Linked DNA regions of Oryctolagus cuniculus: region 1 is linked to region 2. A link is a contact called in public Micro-C data. All regions are on one chromosome and are shown on one strand. The core of a region is the stretch at or near the end of the contact, and the rest is flanking DNA. Distances in the headings are between cores, read along the strand shown.

Region 1 (3,728 bases), core at 750-3,249, 77 kb after region 2:
CGTGGGGAGCTCAGGATGACCCTGGGTTTGGACTACAGATGTCAGATTGCCCTCGTGTTAAGCAGAGCTGCGCCCAGCGATGGAGTGAGGGGCGGTGACACCCAGGAGGAGAGGGCAGCACACCCAGCACCCAGATCTCGGTGCTCAACACCAGTGTCCACGGAAGGGACTCGGCCGCCCCGGCGCTTTGGCTTGGCAGGCACAAGACACGGCCCCACCCTGCGTTGCCAGCAAGTCGGGAAGTACCCCCAAACCGATGGGAGGGGTCGGACACAGGAGCCCCCAGATGGAGGGACGCCCCCCCCCCCCCGACAAGCTGGGGATGACTTGCGCATAGAAGGAATGAGGAGGAGGAGGAATTGGAATACCTTGACGTGGGGGCTGGCACTGCGGACCAGCAGGCTGAGCTGCTGCCTGTGACGCCAGCATCCCATAGGCACACTGGTTTACGCCCAGCTGCCACTTCTGATCCAACTCCCTGCTAATGCGCCTGGGAAAGCAGTGGGAAATGGCCCACCAGTAGACAGCCTGCTGTCTGGCGCCCCCTGGTGGGCCTCAGCGGGAAGGACTCAACATTGTCTCGGGTTGAATCTGACATGGAGCTTTGAAAACTCAATACTCATCTCAGAGTGCCAAGGATGAAAAGCCACGGACGGGGACTCTTCTACGTCAGACAGAAGTTCTTAGGAAGGGAACCTGGTGGCCGTGGTGTGGGTTAAGATGTCCGTGTCCCGTATTGGATGGAGTCCCTGGCTCTAAGTCCCAGCACCGGCTCCTGCCTCCAGCTTCCTGCTAATTCAGCCCCTGGGAGGCAGCCATGATGGCCCTGGTGACCAGGTTTCTAGACCCAAGTATGAGACCCTAGTGAGTCCCAGCTCCCGGCTCCAGCCTGGCCCAGCCCAGCCCGGGCCGCTGAGGGCGTTTAGGGAGTGAACCGGAGTTGGGACCTCTCTCTGCGTGTCTGTCTCTCTGTGCGTCTTTGGCTCTCAAATGCATTTTAAAAAGAAGAGACGTAAAGGGACACAGCAGCTGCCTGCAGTGTGTTGTCCTCAGATCCTGGGCCAGGACACCACATTTCTGTAAAAGACATTTTGGGGATAGTTAACATGGGAATCCTAGCACGGACCGTGGACAGCGCTAACTGTGTGTTCTCACGGAGAGACTATCTTCATTCCTGAGGGATCCGTGCAGAGGTGCGGGGGCTGCAGTGAGGTGACCCAGTGTCTACCCGCAAGCGATTGGCGTGCGTGTTCGCATGTGGCAGGGAGGAGACGTGGCCGTGTCGGAACACGTCGGGGAGCAAGGTGTGTGGGTACGCCTGGTTCAGCTTTCCTGCAGCTTTGGACATTTTTCAAGTATGCACACGCACACGCATGCACACGCACACGCGCGCACACGCACACACACACACGGGAAGGCAGGAACAATGAAACAGGCCCAGTGCAATTGACTTGTCTGAAAAAAATCAGCTAAGACCCCATGCTCTTAACTCTAAGTGCCTGTACCTCTTCGTCCAGATAAACGGGAAGACAGACCGGCAGACGGACAGACAGACAAGTCCCTCATCCCCTTGGTTCAAAGGCTGTGGCTTTGAGAAGGGATGGACACAGGCCTGTCCGTGGCCAGGCCTCTGGGGAGAAGGCGATAGAGACGAGGTGCACTGCGCCATCTAGTGGCCAGATGAGGCTGCCCTGGCCACTGGCCGCTGGCGTCTGCCCACTTGGACAGCCAGCTTGTCCCACGTTGTTGGTGCCTTTCCCACCGTCTCTGCCCAGTGGTTATTTTCCCATTTGCAAAGCAGTAACTTGTGTTTATCTTTCTGCTTCTCTAATTTTCCAATACGGATTTCCAGTTGCTTTGGACCAAGAAGCCAAAATGCAGAGTTCCGCTCCCAGAAACCTGAGCCCCGAGTCCTTCCATAGCCAAGGGAGAGGGGAGTCCTGCTCGTGTGTGTAACCAGATCCCTGCCGCCGCCGTGCACCGGCAGCCGCTGACCTTGCTCTCGCTCGGGTGGAAATAAGCTACGGCTGCTTGCCCTGGGCTTGCAGCAGCCAGGGTCAGCACCGTCACCGGCCGGGGCCAGGAAGTGGCAGCGGGTGCCCTAGGTGGGGACTCAGCTTTCTCTGCTCGGTCCTAGGTTGGAAGTAGGGACAGAAGGGAGGGGAGCTGCCAGTCACTCACCACGTCCTGGCCACTTGGGGCCGGTGGTTCTGGAAGTCATGTTTTGTCTTCCTGGACTCTGGGCCTCGTGCAAGCCCGGCCTATAGCAGGCCGTTTTCCTGAGCTGCTTATAGGGGCTTGGGGTCCCAGGGCGGATGCTCTGGGTTGTGTTTTCCCACCTGTATGTCCTTTTCTGGCTTCAGCCTGCCCACAAGGCACACAATGGGACCTGGCACGGCACAGGCGGCTTCAGGCTGCAGCCGCTCTAACCCCAGAGGAGAAAGCCCTGACGCAGGCCGGAGACCATGCTCGGGTCCACAGCTGCTTCTGCAGCCCGGGGGAGACCCCTCCAAGCCTCGGTGGCTTCCTCCATACAGAGCAAGGTTGATTCCTGGGGCACTTCCTCTCTTGCCAGGATCGGCCTGGGCAGGTGAGCTGAGCTCACTAGCTCCCCCTGCTGGCTGGAGGGTGAGTTGTTGCTGGCTTACCGGCAGGGTGCAAGTGCATGTCCACGTAGGTACCTCATCTGTGGCAGGTGCTGGGGGCCTGCACTCCCAGACTCCAGCAGGGGCAGGCACAGGCACACAGCCTCGTGCTGGGATAAACCATTGCTCTATTCTCAGCCCCGCTGGCCCCGGCTCACCGTCCTCTGTGCTTCTCCCCGTCCGTAACACCAGGCGCTTCGCGTGAAGTGGTCCCGCCTGCGGTTGCCCTGGGTGGATCTGGACTGGCTCATAGACATCTCCTGCCAGATCACGGAGCTAGACCTTTCCGCCAACTGCCTGGCTTCCCTGCCGTCCGTCATCCCCTGGGGCCTCATCCACCTTCGGAAGCTGAACCTCTCGGACAACCACCTGGCCGAGCTGCCCAGCGTGCAGTCATCGGACGAGATCATCTGTTCCAGGTGGGCCCCGGCCGTCGGTGCGGCGATCGCTGCCGCTGGTGGCCTGGCTGTGCTCTGGGCTTTGGAGAACAGCATTCTGGCTCAAACGGGGGATTTTGCCAGCTCCCGGGTACAAGGTCCCAGTCCTGTGCTCAGGTGGGCAGCGTTCTGGAGAGATGGTCTGGCCCAGCATTGCACGGTCACCACCGCCATGCTGAGCTCCCGGCTGGACATGCCCGGCGTGGTCCTGCACAGGGACCAAACGCCGCCCTGGCCAGGGCAGGCAGTGCAGCCCTGGGCCCGTTTCCTCCACCGCCCAGGGCAGGTGCCAGGGGCCTCTGAGAACACGTGAATCCACAGGACTGGCAGCAGGGGACGAGGCGGGCAGCCCCGCCTGCTTCCTCGTGGCACCTTGCCAAGCAGCCTGGGCACGCCCCTCCCTGTCTCCCAGGCTGGCAGGGCAGGGGGAGGCCCTTCCTTGACTGGTCTCTTTAGGATTCCTCTCTGCAAGGCCTCGCTGTGTGCAGCTCTGTGCCGATTTCCAGAAGCAGGGCTGGAACGTGCCCGAGGTCGCCTCGAGCGAGGATGGCCAGGCAGAGGCATGCAGGAGCAGGGGCCGAGCCGGGGCCGAGCTGGGCAGGCCGTTGGGTCCACGGGGCCCTGAGAGGTCTGGGGCCCTGCCCTG
Region 2 (3,459 bases), core at 104-2,603:
AGCCTGCAGGTGGACAAGGAGAGGACGCTGTGCCTGCGCGGCAGGTGCCCAGTGGGAGACGCGCAGGTGCAGGCGGGCGGGAGGCCCAGCCCTGGTCTTCAGCGGGCGGAGACGCGAGCTCAGGAGCCGGCTTCAGGCTGCAGGAGTTCTCGCCAGCCTGGGGGGAGGGTGTGGGGTCCTCGGGGGTCCTGGGTCAGACGACCTCAGGAAGAAGGCGAAGCGTGACCGCCCCGTCTGCGCCTTCTAGGCCACGCTGCGGCTGAGCGCGCCTAACGGACAGAGCTCACGGCTGGGTAGAACCGGGCCATCCGCGGGTCCACCCCGGGGGACATTTCCCCAAGCGGGTTTAAAGACAAAGTAGGGCACCGCCAGGCCACGTCCCCTCCCGGGTCCGGCGATCCCGCGAGGCGGCGCTAGGTGGCGGGGCCGCGCGTGCGTCCCGCTCTGCGTCCGTCTCCACCTCCAGGCGTCTCGGGCTCTGCCATAACCGCCGTGTGGCGTGAGACTCGGACCAAGACGCTGCGCCCGCTCTGCGGGGAGGGCGGCCTCGGGGGAACAGGCCGGAGCTGCGGGTGTCCCCGAGCCCCCCACCCGCTCCGGGGCGCGTGCGGGACCCTGCAGCCGCGGCGAGGGGGGCGGCGCATTGTCCCCGCGCTGCGTGCGAAGCCCCGGGAAGTTGGCGTCGCCACGTCGCGAGAGAGGAGCCCGGGGCGGCTGGCTCCCGAGCCGTCGGCCTTGCCTCTCTCCCGGGCGGGCGCGGGGAGCAGGGGAGCGTGGACACTAGCCTCGGACCGAGGCGCCACGAGTGGCCGGTTTCCACCGAGTTTTCCTTGCCCGCCCCAGAGCGGACGGTTAGAAACGGTCCCCCACTTGGCAGCGCCTTGGCATCCGTGCGCCACCCGACGGCACACGCCATCGGCGCCAGAGTTCTCGGGAACTGGGATCCAAATGCAGGCTTGGGCCGGGGCAAAAGTCGTCCAGATCCAGGGGTGTTTTGCTTTCTTTCACAATCCGCATTCTCCATCCTCTCCCTACACCGCCCGGGAAGGAGCCACGCGCGAGGAGCAGGGCGGGACGCGGGGCGACACGCACGCTGGAGGCCCACCCGCCGAGGGGCTGCGGGTGCCTGGCGGAGCTCCGCGCGCCCCCGCCCCGCGTGGGATCAAGCAGGGCGCCCGGCCCCATGAGGGCGCGGGGATCCGGACGTCTCCAGCGTCAGTACCCAAGCTCTGCATCGCCTCGGCTTTGCAGGCTGGGGAAACTGAGGCGGGGACTGCCGGCGCCCGCGGTGGGAGGGCTGGCCGCCCTGCGCGCCGCCCGCCGCCCGCCCTCGCGGCCCGCCCGCCCGCCGCAGGATTGAGGAAGTGCGTCTGGGCCCGGCCCGGCCCCGGCGCGCGGCCCCAGGCGCGGGGGGCTCAGGGCGCGGGCACTGCCAGGCCCTGGCCGGCTGCTGTCCTGCGGGCCCACCCCGCGCGGCCGGACCCCGACCCCGCCGCCGCCGCCGCAGCAGGTAAGTGCCGCTCCGGCCCGCGCCCCCCGAGGGCCCGGCTGCCTCCTGCTGCCGGGCCTGGCGCCGAGCGTCCGCGTCCGCACCGCCTCTGCCTGCCCGTGGGTCGGCGCGCCCCGCAGCCCAGGCCCCGCGCTACCAGCGGCTGCGGGGTCGGGCCCGGGTGGTCTTCCCCGCAGGGGCCGCGGGCCGCAGCCCGAGGGGCGCGGAGGGCGCGGGGCGATCCTCCCCTGCCGCCCCTCTTCTTCCTGCCGAGCCCGGATCCCGCCAGCCTGCGGGAGCGCGGTCGTGCGGGAACCCCGGAACCCCGTGCTGGACAAGGCCAAGGCCAGGGCGGCCGGCGAGAAGAGGCAAAAGCGAGAAACACCGGGGCGGTTTCCTCTGCCTCTACTTGGAGCGCGCGCGGGTGTCGGGAAGGGACTCGGGGCGCCTTCCCCCTCCCCGGGGTCTGCGGCACGCGTCCTTCCCTGGGGCCTGGCTCTCTGCCTGCGACCCTGGAGCCTGCGGGCGACCTTGCCAGCGCAGACCCCAGAAAGGGGTGCGGGCAGGCTGGGGGTCCACCCTGGAAGGCGGTGGGCCGCCGGTGCCAGCGCCCACCTGCCCTCCCGGAGTTGGAGGCCGTGAAGGTTCCCCCCACCCCCAGTCACCTCCCCTGCCACGGTGGAAAAACAGGGGCCTTCGGTTCTGTTTTTAGCAAACCTCTAGCCGGAGGCACCCTATTTATATAAAACTCCCGCTCGCTCACGGGTAACAAGGTGAATTAGAGGAACCGCTAGAGTGTGCCCGATTTGGGAAAACATTGGCATTAGACACCTTTTATGATTTGATTCTCATTAGGCTCGCTTGTGGCCCAGAAGGGAAGGGAGAGAGAGTTAACTGCATTTTAACCTGCACCTAGCTTGTTCCCAAAGCACACTTTGGGGGAGGGGTAAGCCCCCCCCCCCCAAGTGCACTCTTAGGCCCAGGTGGAAGCCCCACAGTTGCCCACATTGTCCAGGTGCTGTCTTTAGCGGGTGTCCCACACTGTGCCCTGTCTGCCCCTCCTCGTCCAGGCCCCAGCCTCTCCCAGGTGACAGCCCCCTTCCGCTCCCGCTCCCCTTGGCGGCCAGAGTGATTTTGTTTTAAAATAACAAATGCACAGGACAGTGCTGGCCCTCTGTTCAGCATGTCTCCTGCCTCGCCACTGGCATGAAATCCAGGGAGCCCCTTGCTCCGACACCCCCAGGCAATCCGGCCTCTGCTGTCCAGAGCCCCAGGCCACCATCCCCCGGCTGCCCTGGCTGGGTCACTGTCCAGCTCTGGGCCTCTGCACTGCTGGCCCTGGCTGCACGCGTGGCCTTAGATGGCCTGCCGTTGCCACCCTCTCTCTTCCACACCCCTCTCTCTGCACGCATCTTGCAAGTCCACTGGCTGTGCGTTCCTTCTATGTCTTCTTTGTCACCTCAGGGTCTTCACTGGAGCTCCTGGGATGGGACCAGGTCTGTGTTGCCCTCTGCAGGGTCCCCAGGAGACGCCCAGTGCCCAGTGGTGGTTACAGTGACTGAGTATGCATGACCACTGTGGCTAGCTATGCTATGGTGACTGATGATTGGACAAGCATAACTTATACAAGAATACTGCAAACATGTGCCACATGGAATTAAAACATATGTTTATTTTGATGCAAAAATATTGAAAACCATGCATAATTTTTTAGATATATTTATTTACTTGAAAGGCACAGTTACAGAGAGGGAGGGACAGAGAGATTCTTCATTTGCTGGTTCAATACCCCAAAGGGCTGGGCGGGCCAGAGCCAGGAGCCAGCAGCTTCCGCCGGGTCTCCCACGTGGGTGCAGGGGCCCAGGCGCTTGGGCCATCCCCCAGTGCTTACCCACGTAGATTCAGAGCTGGGTGAAGTGGAGCAGCCGGAACTCAACCTGGCATCCATATGGGATGCGGCATCTCAGGCA

What was found. A called contact is a pair of places that touch in the nucleus more often than the background predicts.
Region 1: a Micro-C map of ear pinna shows a contact between it and region 2, with 5 times the contacts expected there. The contact joins the enhancer-like site here to the promoter of LRRK1 in region 2. A contact is called at or near these places in 3 of 6 Hi-C or Micro-C datasets (ear pinna, psoas muscle and an unstated tissue).

The regions. Positions count from the first base shown.
Region 1 is chr12:10,263,377-10,267,104 of mOryCun1.1, forward strand. It overlaps LRRK1 (leucine rich repeat kinase 1), which reads left to right. Exons shown (of 33, transcript XM_070053315.1): 7 at 2,838-3,064. Among named protein-coding and RNA genes, the nearest start is that of LRRK1, 77 kb to the left of the region's middle. Within about 2 kb of position 2,000, at least 2 of the 8 cell types and tissues checked have an H3K27ac peak or open chromatin away from gene starts, as enhancers often do. A contact at or near this core is called in ear pinna, where this site is marked.
Region 2 is chr12:10,187,376-10,190,834 of mOryCun1.1, forward strand. It overlaps LRRK1 (leucine rich repeat kinase 1), which reads left to right and starts at 1,354. Exons shown (of 33, transcript XM_070053315.1): 1 at 1,354-1,510.